Linked DNA regions of Sus scrofa: region 1 is linked to region 2. The links are chromatin contacts, called in public promoter capture Hi-C maps. All regions are on one chromosome and are shown on one strand. Each heading gives the region's core, a stretch centred on a gene start, on an enhancer-like site or on the middle of the called end of the contact. The rest is flanking DNA. Distances are from core to core; before and after follow the strand shown. Region 1 holds the start of NDUFB8 (NADH:ubiquinone oxidoreductase subunit B8). Region 2 holds the start of CWF19L1 (CWF19-like protein 1).

Evidence for each region. Promoter capture Hi-C pulls out the DNA fragments that hold promoters and counts their contacts.
Region 1: a contact with region 2 is called in a promoter capture Hi-C map of liver, with 4 times the contacts expected there. The contact joins the promoter of NDUFB8 here to the promoter of CWF19L1 in region 2. A contact is called at or near these places in 3 of 5 promoter capture datasets (fetal liver, fetal skeletal muscle and liver) and 1 of 2 datasets of contacts at active chromatin or transcription factors (alveolar macrophages).

Annotation. Positions count from the first base shown.
Region 1 is chr14:111,630,227-111,635,469 of Sscrofa11.1, forward strand. It overlaps NDUFB8 (NADH:ubiquinone oxidoreductase subunit B8), which reads right to left and starts at 3,322. Exons shown (of 5, transcript NM_001144842.2): 1 at 3,234-3,322; 2 at 2,842-2,968. The coding sequence starts at 3,318. LOC102158751 (a long non-coding RNA gene) reads left to right here and starts at 3,327. Exons shown (of 2, transcript XR_307758.3): 1 at 3,327-3,459; 2 at 3,563-5,076.
Region 2 is chr14:111,387,451-111,392,959 of Sscrofa11.1, forward strand. It overlaps CWF19L1 (CWF19-like protein 1), which reads right to left and starts at 1,459. Exons shown (of 14, transcript XM_001929531.7): 1 at 190-1,459. The coding sequence starts at 212. BLOC1S2 (biogenesis of lysosome-related organelles complex 1 subunit 2) reads right to left here. Exons shown (of 6, transcript XM_001929529.5): 6 at 3,633-4,555. The coding sequence ends at 4,524.

The DNA.
Region 1 (5,243 bases), core at 2,072-4,571, 240 kb after region 2:
GGTTCCCAGGTTAGGGGTCTAATCAGAGCTGTAGCCGCCAGCCTACGCCAGAGCCGCAGCAATGCGGGATCCAATCCACGTCTGCAACCTACACCACAGCCCACGGCAACGCCGGATCCTTAACCCGCTGAGCAAGGCCAGGGATCGAACCCGCAACCTCATGATGATCCCTAGTCGGGATTCGTCAACCACTGCGCCACGACGGGAACTCCAAGATCTCAATTTTTACTAAACACAGAACTAACTGTAGAAGTCCAAGCTGTCATTAAGAATTCATGTCAGGGGAGTTCCCGTTCTGGCACAGTGGTTAACGAATCCGACTAGGAACCATGGGGTTGTGGGTTCGATCCCTGGCCTTGCTCAGCGGGTTAAGGATCCGGCGTTGCCGTGAGCTGTGGTGCAGGTTGCAGATGAGGCTCGGATCCCGAGTTGCTGTAGCTCTGGCGTAGGCCAGTGACTACAGCTCCGATTCGACCCCTAGCCTGGGAACCTCCATATGCCGCAGGAAGCGGCCCTCGAAAAGGCAAAAAGACCAAAAAAAAAAAAAAAAAAAAATTCATGTCAGGGAGTTCCCATTGTGGCTCAGTGGTAAGAACCTGACATGGTGTCTGTGAGGATGTGGTTTCAATCCCTGGCCTCACTCAGTGGGTTAAAGATTCAGTGTTGCCGCAAGATGAGGCACAGATCAGATGTGGCTTGGATCTGGCATTGCTGTGGCTGTAGCACAGGCCGGCAGCTGCAGTTCTGATTCAACCCCTAACCCGGAAACTTCCACATGCTGCAGGTGTGGCTGCAAAAAGAAAAAAAAAAAGAATTCATGTCAAGGAGTTACCTGGTGGCCTAGTGGGTAAGGATTCAGCATTGTCACTGCTGTGGCTTGGGTTACTGCTGTGGTGTGGGTTCAATCCCTGGCCCAGGAACTTCCACATGCCACAGGCACAGCCAAAAAAAAAGGATATACACAAACTTTATTTTTTTATTTTTTTGTCTTTTTTGCTATTTCTTGGGCCGCTCCTGTGGCATATGGAGGTTCCCAGGCTAGGGGTCGAATCGGAGCTGTAGCCACTAGCCTACGCCAGAGCCACAGCAACACAAGATCTGAGCCACATCTGCAACCTACACCACAGCTCACGGCAACGCTGGATCGTTAACCCACTGAGCAAGGGCAGGGACCGAACCCGCAACCTCATGGTTCCTAGTCGGATTCGTTAACCATTGCGCCACGACAGGAACTTCTATTTTTTTTTTTTTTAGGGCCACGGCATAGGGAAGTTCCCAGACTAGGGGTCAAATTGGACTTGTAGTTGCTGGCCACAGCCACAACCACAGCCAGGTAGGATCCAAGCTGCATCTGCAGCTTACACCACAGCTCACAGCAACTCCAGATCCTCACCCCAATAAGCGAGGCCAGAGATCGAACCTGGGTGCTCACAAATACTAGTCGGGTTCATTAACCACTGAGCCATGATGGGAACTCCTATTTATTTTTAAATTGCTGCATCCACAGCATATGGAAGTTCCTGGACTATGGATTGAATCAGGGACTGGGGAAAAAAAAAAAAAAGAATTCATGTCAAACTCTGAAACATTTTAATGTACATGAGCCTTTTTTTTTTTTTTTGCTTTGTGGGGCTGCACCTGTGGCATATGAAATTTCCCAGGCCAGCCTTGTCTATGACCTACACCACAGCTCACAGCAGCACCGATCCTTAACCCACTGAGCAGGACCAGGGACCGAACTCGATCCACATGGATGCTAGTCAGATTCATTACTGCTGAGCCACAAGGGGAACCCCCTACATAAGCTTTTCTTACCTCGTTCAATAAAAAGAACAAAAGGAACACAATGTTGTAATGTTAGCACTGGAAGGAAATTTAGTGCGAAATCACTGTTTCCGTCATTATAAAATAAAACTGAAGTTTAGAGTCTAAACATAAGTTCACCCAGCTAATCAGAATAAATAATACAGATAAGAAGAACACTCATTTCATTACAACTATGTTCCTCAACCACGGAGTTGGCATACATCTCCATATCTCAAACACTTCATGGGATTTCTTGATAAGATGGGTTTTCCCCCCAATAATTCCAGGTTCAACTTATACAGACTGATCAAGAGGCTAGTCTTCTCCACAGCACAATAAAATACATAGGAAATGATGACAACTAGATATGTGTCACAGAAAGTGATTGGAAAACAACAAGATGAATAGGAGCTGCTAAAACCACGACTGAAAAGAGTGATTCTAGGACAGAAGAGGACGGTGCTGGTAATCACCTCAGATAATTAACCATAGGGATATTATGGGGTTCAGGGGAATACTATCAACTGTAGTAAGGGATTGGCTATTTAATCTGCTTTAAAGTCGTTATGATTTCCACGGCCTTATGGCAAAGATATTGTTAAAAAAAAAAAGATATACACATAAATGTAGCGTATTCCATCTATAAATAAAGCTCTCATGACAGGAGTCCAGCTCCAGCCTGGTCAAGTGCTTGGATGACAGCACCTGAGCCCAGCAGATGCTCAATCTAAATGAAACCTTGCGCTCTGGATGGAGCCAAGGAAGGTTCCTGCTATTCAGGGGCCCTCAAGGGAGCTATTAAAACCTCGGCTTCCTCATTTGAGGAAACTGCCTGAGCCAAGGAGAAAATTAAAGTCCTCTCGGCTGCAGCTGCTCACCCATCCCCTCCCACCTCCCGACAGATAGAGAAAGGCACCCACACCACTGACTTTGAGGGATCAAGAGAAGGTTCGGGGGAAAAGGGTCAGAGTAGAGCCACCCAACCCAGCCGACCTTCTTCCACAACTGCCCAAGGGCGAGGAGACCCTGTCTCACCCCATGCCATCATCTGGGTAAGGCTCGTAGTCTTCTACCCGCATATTATACTTCTTGGCGGCGGCAGCCCGTTCTTCCGGGGTCTTGGGATAGGGTCCTGGGAACATGTCCTTGGTAACATGGGAGGCTAGAGAGCAAAAGAGGGTAAGTCAGAAGCGCCCCCATTCCTCCTGCCGCTGTGAAGGCTTCGAGGTGCAGTGGCTGCAGAGGTCGAAGCCCGAGACTTCAGAGGACCAGCAGACCCGCTACCTGTTTTTCTTAAAAGTACCAACTCCACCTCCGCCCCCGCCCGGACTCAGCCGCCTCAGTATCCACGATAGGCACCCTCCATTCGACACACCAAACCTCAGGCGACCCCTCCCCACACTGAGACCTCGGTGATTCTCGCGGACCTGTACGTGCACCCAACGGCACCACTTTCCGGGCTGCCCTTTGCAGCCATCGTACTCCCAGTACCCCCGCCTTGGCCGCCGCCATCTTCACCTTCTTCCAGTTTCACCCCGCACATGCGCAAAGGCCTGTCACGGCGGCTGAGCTGGGCCAAACACGATAAAGGAGAAACATCTCAAAGGTTCCATAAGGGCGTGGCTTAAATGGTGCTGGGAAGCCCGGGGGAAGGTGAGCGGATGGATTGAGGCAGAGAGGGAGGGCAGGAAGGAGAGAAAAACAAGCCAACCATTGCTTTGACATTTAAGATTGTTGTGTCCTTTTTCTCCCTCAGTTGAAATCAGAGGCATCCAGGGATAACAGGAACTCAGAACCGGGGCATCACAGGTGGACGGCTGACCCACCTTTCCCAGGAGCTCTACAAGTAAAATGACCCTTCCTTAATCTCTAGCTGCTTGCCTTTTTCCTCTCCTTCACTGGCCGTTTCTCCTTCCATTTCCCAACATGATCATTATTGAAATTCAGCCCTTGGTCTCGTTTGTTCTTGTTCGGCTTTCTAGATTAGTTACCTCCTTCTGTTAGATGTACAGTGCAACACAAAAATCGGCGCCGAACTGGTTCTTCAGTTTCAGTCCATGTTTACCTCAACCTTTCCTATCATCTGAACCTGCCTCAGATTTGCTAGGACTTGGCTTTCACTTAAAGCCAAACCACAATTAACAAACACTAGCCTAACAAAAGAATAGGGGGCATTATGGTTTGCATATGAATGTTTTTATGTACTTAAATGGGATTTAATTTACACAGTATAAATATGCTGATATTTCCAGGAACTTTTAGGGTGATTTTTATTTGGAGCAGAGCCCAAAATTAAAGACATTCTCATATTTATCAGCGCAATAAGAACTGTTATGTAGTATTCGGTATATGAATTTGGAGGAAGAACTGCTTCACAGCAACTTGCCCTCTTGTAAATGAGCATCTAATTAAAAGTTCGGAATGGTTGGATGACATTTGTATTCAATCAATAGCAATTTCTGACTAATTTGGTAAAGAAACAGAGTTGGTCTAAATTGTTTATTTTTATTAATATATAATTCACATACCAAAAAATTCATCCCTTTAAAGTGGACAATAAAGTGATTTTTAATATGTTTACAAAGTTGCACAATTACCACTACTCTCTAATTCTAAGACTTTTTTTTCAACCCCCAAAAGAAACCCTATATACACATAGAGTATTCTTCCTTCTTCCACCCCCTGGCAACCACTAACTTACCTTTTATCTCTGAGGACTTGCTTGTTCTGGACATTTTATATAAATGGAATCATACAATATGTGGCTTTTTGTGTCTGACTTATTTTACTTAGTGTTTTCAGGGTTTGTTCATGTTGTAGCATGTTTCATTTCTTCATTACTTTTTATGGCCAAATAATATTCCATTATATGGATATATAACATTTTGTTTATATGTTCATTAGTTGATGGACATTGGGTTCTTTCAACTTTTTGGCTATTATGAACAATGCTGCTATGAACATTCTTGTAGAAGTTTTTGTGTGGATGTATTTTCTTAATTCTCTTGGGTATAAACCCAGTAGTGGAATTGCTGGGTCATAGGGTAATTCTGTGTTTAACTTTGTGCAAAACTATAAAAACTATTTTTCAAAGAAGTTGCACCATTTTACATTTCCATTAGCAGTGTATGAGAGTTCAAACTTCTCTACATTCTCACCAACATTTGTTATTAATCTGTCTTTGTTATCATAGCCATTCTAGTGAGTATAAATGGTTTCTCATTGTGGTTTTGATTTGCATTACCCTGGTGATTAAAGATATTGAGCATCTATTCACGTGCTTTTTTTGTTTTTTTGTTTTTGTTTTTTTTAGGGCTGCACCTGCAGCGTATGGAGGTTCCCAGGCTAGGGGTCAAATCAGAGCTATAGCTGCTGCCCTATACCACAGCCACAGCAACATGGGATCCGAGTAGCATCTGCAACCTACACCACAGCTC
Region 2 (5,509 bases), core at 209-2,708:
GGCCTGGAAAAGAGGCCGGCCCCGGCCAGGAAAAGACGCGATCGCATCTCACCAGCCAATGTCCGGATCCCACTCCTTCCCCTTTCCCTCCACCCTTTCCGTTCTGAGAAAAATCGGTAGAGACACACACACACACACACACACACACGCACACAGGCACACAGACGCTTCAGACTCAGGGACACTCACAGGCGCAGCGGTTTCTGAGCCATTCGCCCTAATAACCTGGTTACAACGACCTGCTTCAGCGAACGCACGCTCCTCCGGGAAATGAAATGCAGTCACACAGCAGTAAGCCGTCTGCACGCCCAGCCAATGAAAGCTCAGTTACCTACGGAGAGCGCAGAGGGACAGAAGCCTCTCTCAGGTCGTTTTGCCTCGAGGAGGAATCCACCAAAAGAGTGAAGGAGGAAGAGGGACTGACTAAAAGCATTCCGATTGTAACTTATTTTGGGGCAGTTGAAATTATTGAGCTGCTAAAAAGCTCCTGGCACAACAATGGCCCCAACCTAACCATGTTACTCTCGTGGGAAAGACAGACTTCTTCCACACGTGATCTTTGTAAGTTTCAAACTTAACAAAATGTCAAAAGAATAATGGCCATCGCCTGTATTCATAAGTGTCAACAAGTTGACAGATTTATTCTTCCCTCCCCGTTCTGTCCTTTGGAGTGCATAGCACTTTTATTGTCAGGGTCACTTGAAAGTAAATTGAAAACAGCAGGAGTATCTCAGCATGTATTACCTAAGAATAAGGACATCCTCTGACACAAAGGTAACACCATTAATACACCTAAAAAAATAAGCATTAGTTCAATAATATTCACCTAACACACATTTATATTTAAAAGTTCTTTTGTTCCCCCCAAATTTATTTTATACCTTTATTTGTTTTAAGATCCAATCAAATTTCTCACTAGGATTCTACTCTATCTTGTCTCTTTTAATCCACAGTAGCCGCCCCCTCACTCCGCCTCTAACTTTTTAGTTTGTTTTTCATGACATCGGCTTTTTCTGAGAATTCAGACCAATTGGTAGGTGACAACAGTTAAGGAGATGGAAACAAAGGAGAGTTCCTGACAATTGAGGGGCATGGAAGACTCACCATGGGCAGCCAAGCAATTAAAAATGAACTAAAATTTAAAATAAGTTCAGGGAGAACAAATTTCTGGTTTTCCTCACAACTACTACTATGCTTTTTTGGGAAAAATCAAGTTAACTCTCCCATAAATTCTGATGCCCCTGTACTGCTGGCATGCTAAAGATGTAATTTTTTCTACTTTGGGGGTAATATAGCACAGCCCAGGAGTGGAGATGAAAACTGAATCCTGAAGAAGACTAATAGCTTGTCAAACATGGGCAGGTAATAATTTCAGGAAGAGAAAATAACAGTAACATATGAAAACTCATCCATGGGATTGTTATATTTATTATTATTATTGTTATTATTATTTAGGGCCGCACTCGAGGCATATGGAGATTCCCAGGCTGGGGGTCAAATCGCAGCTACAGCTGCTGGCCTACACCATAGCCACAGCAATGCAGGATCTAAACAGCATCTGTGACCTACACCACAGCTTAACCCATTGAGCAAGGCCAGGGATCGAACACACAACCTCATGGTTCCTAGTCAGATTCGTTTCCACTGAGCCACGATGGGAATTCCAAAAATTTTAACATATATGGAATTCTGTGTTATCTTTACAATTTTCCAGCAAATCTAAATCTATTATAAAATAGAAAGTTTATGAAAAACAATTCATCCATGAGAATTTAAGTTTGTTCAAGATGGCTGAATACAGCATTAAGTGTCAGAGTAATACGAAATAATATTGCATGCATGCTAAGAAATCTGGCTTTAGGAAACATTCTTCTCAAGCGCACATGAAACAAGCAATCGTCATGCGTTAGGCTACAAGTCTTAATAAATTCAAGAAGACAGAAATTACATCAAGTATCTGTTCTGAGCACAATGGCATGAAACTAGCCTCTGGTAATAGGAGGAAAATTGGAAATTCACAAACTCGTGGAAATTAAATAACACTCTTGAACAACCAATGGGCAAACAAAAAAGAAAATCTTGAGACAAATGAAAATGGAAACATAACAAACCAAAATGTATGGATGAAGAAAGAGCAGTTGTAAAAGGAAAATATATAGCTATAAATGACTACATCAAGAAAAAAGAGATCTCAAACTAACCTAACGTTATACCTCAAGAAACTAGAAAAAGAATAAACTAAGCCCAAAGCTAGCAGAAGGGAGGAAATAATAAAGATTAGAACAGAAATAAATGAAATAGAGAACAATAGAAAAGTTTCATCAGAAACTAAGAATTGGCTTTGGAAAAGATAAAATTGACAAAGCTTTAGTTTAACTAACCAAGACACAGATAGGACTCAAATAAAATTATAAATTAAAGGAAGACCACAGAAATGCAAAGAATCATGAGACTATATGAGCAATTATCTGCCAACAAACTGGACAACCTGTAAGAAATGGATACATTCCTAGAAACACATAACCCACCAAGCCTGAGTCATGAAGAAATGGAAAATCTGAACAAATCAATAATGGGTGGAGTTCCCATTGTGGCTCAGTGGTAACAAACCCAACTAGTATCCATGAGAATGCAGGTTTGATCCCTGGCCTTGCTTGGTTGGTTAAGTATCCAGTGTTGCTGTGAGCTGTGGTGTAGGTCACAGATGCGGCTTGGATCCTGCATTGCTGTGGCTGTGGCACAGGCCAGCAGCTGCAACTCCAATTTGACCTCTGGTGGGAACTTCCATATGCCACAGGTGCGGCCCTAAAAAGAAAAAACAAAAAAAAAGAAAGAAAGAGGGAGTTCCCTTTGTGGCTCAGCAGGTTAAGAACCCAACTATTATCCATGAGGATGTAAACTCAATCCCAGCCTCCCTCAGTGGGTTAAGGATCTGGCATTACCACAGGCTGCAGTGTAGGTCATAGGTGTGGCTCAGCTCCTGCATTGTTGTGGCTATGGCGTAGGCCACAGCTGGAGCTCTGATTCAACCCCTAGCCTGGGAACTTCCATATGGCACAGGTGGTGCTGCAAATAAAAAAAGAAAGAAACAAAGGGAATTACAGTAGACTAGTCCATCCTCAGAAAAAAGAAAGCAATATGAAATATTTATTAAAATTATGGTTTCTAAGTTTTAAAAAAGTCTGGCTTTTTCAAAGAGGCCATCAGAAATCATGAAAAGATTCTTTTTTTTCTTATTTATTTATTCATCATGAAAGGATTCTAAGCGGTGGGAGTAATGTGGCCAGTTTACATTTTAGAAAGATAGGTCTGTCAGTGTGGACAGAGGGTTGGAAGGATAGTTATGATGAGAAAAGACCATAGCGACAGGCAGAGAAGCAGAGAATAAAGGATGGTGGGCTAGAACATAACTGGTAGGAAATGACAGAAACAAAGTTAAGAACTCTTTCAGAGATGGAATTGGGGACCTCGGGCACCTCCCTAACTGCTAACACCCAACTCTGGATATGGTTGCCTATCTTCCAAATTAGACTGGTCAGTCGGTATCCTCCATCCACTGACATCTTTAATCTGAAACGAAGCCAATCAGGTCCACAGGAGCTCCCCTGATTCTACAGACACAAGCAGGAAGATATTTTATAAAACCGTTTATTTAATGAGCAGCAGCCCAACTGGCAGCCCTACCTCCCCACCTAACACATACACACAAAAGGGAGCACATGTAAAGGTGTCATCCATCCCCAGGCAAAAGTGCAGAGAAGAGGCAGGGGGGGCCCACTGCATATACCAAGCTCTCACAACACTCCTTTCACTGTCCCTGCTCAGTCAAGATGACTTGGCCTGAAATTGTTTTAAGATTTTTCTGTTCTTTGCAACATTATGGAAAATTACCAACATTCACAAGGTGACAAACTGTTAAGAATAAGACTATTTTGGAATTCCCTTGTGGATTAGTGGGTTAAGGATCCAGCATTGTCACTGCAGTGGCTCAGGTTGCTGCTGTGGTACAGGTTCAGTCTTTGGCCTGGGAACTTCCACATGCCACAGGGCATGGCCAAAAAAAAAAAAAAAAGGACTGTTTTGTTTTCCTTTTTTAATTTAGGCTCTTGTTAGCAATACATTAGCATCCTTAATAGGGAAAAACAACCATTTATAAGGTAATTCAAAACCAATCATTTAAGAAAATAATACAGTGTACAACAACTACCAGGGAAAATAGGTCCTCTCATTTGATCCTATTGGCAAGGCCAGGTTTATCCCAAACTTTGACTCTGTCCTGAATGGATGATGAGACATTCAAGTAAAAGGTAAGGAGTTATAAGTGTGAGATTCTGAGGGATTCTGCCTCAACAGAAGTTCAGGAGCAGCCACAGTTCTCCAGTTTACTCCAATGTTGTGATGTTTTCTAGGACAAACACACAGTTGCCTTTTAAGGAGTTCTGACAATTCATCGGCCTTAGGATTCAGGTCTTATAAAACATTCTTCCCATATTAAAAAAGACTGTCCCTCAGGAGTAAGTTTTTCATCGCTTCTCCAGCTTCTTATACTTGGCTTCTGCAGGAGGGAGAGGGAGAGAAAGTTATATCTTTTAAAATTGGCTCTTACAAAGATACTTTTTAGTTAGCATTTCTAGGCAAATTCCAAAATGTAGATATTTTTAAACAATCTAATAATTTCAGTCTTCCTAGCTGTCCAAATTGTATCCAAATTACAGGCATACCACAAAGGTTAACCATCATAGTAGCTAAAGACAGATATTTGTGTATCTGTCCAATTATGATCAGTGTGCACAACTTAAGGAGTCAAATATACACACACAGAACTGAGAACTTGTGTTAACAAGTTCCCTAAGTTCTAACCTTGTCACCAGTACCTGCTCAGAGGCTCCACCAGGATTAAGCAGGTCTACTGGCACTTGAACCACTAGGTGCCTTTCAAAGCACAGGAAATTGCCTCTCAAGCCTCTATCCCAGGTACCCTCTGGGAGCCAGACTAGAACTCTCAAGAGTATATGTTTCACCTTTTATCCTCTTATTCATATCCCTCACTCTAGGAAAAACAATTCTGAAAGACACAGAAATTTAAAATACTATCAAAAAATCTCTTAATGTTATCGATTCCCTTTTTCCTCAAAAACTTGAAAGCATCTGGTACAATGCCTTCACCATTAGTAAATTTAGTTGTAGTCATCATTCAGTGAATTTAACTGTGGACAAGGAAATTATTAACTACCACCCATGTCAAATCTCAGTCTGCTACAAACCAATCTCTTGACTGTACATTGTCAATAACTGTCAATGGTAAAAATAAAATAATCTGTAAAATATATCTAGGTTAAAAACAACTGCATTATTATTTATTTTTTTATGGCTGCACCTATAGTATGTGTAAGTTTCCAGGCCAGGGATTGAACCTGTGCCACAGCAGCAATCCAAGTCACAGCAGTGACAATGCTGGATCCTTGACCAATAGGCTGCCAAGGAACTCTCTCAACTATTCTGTTTTGTT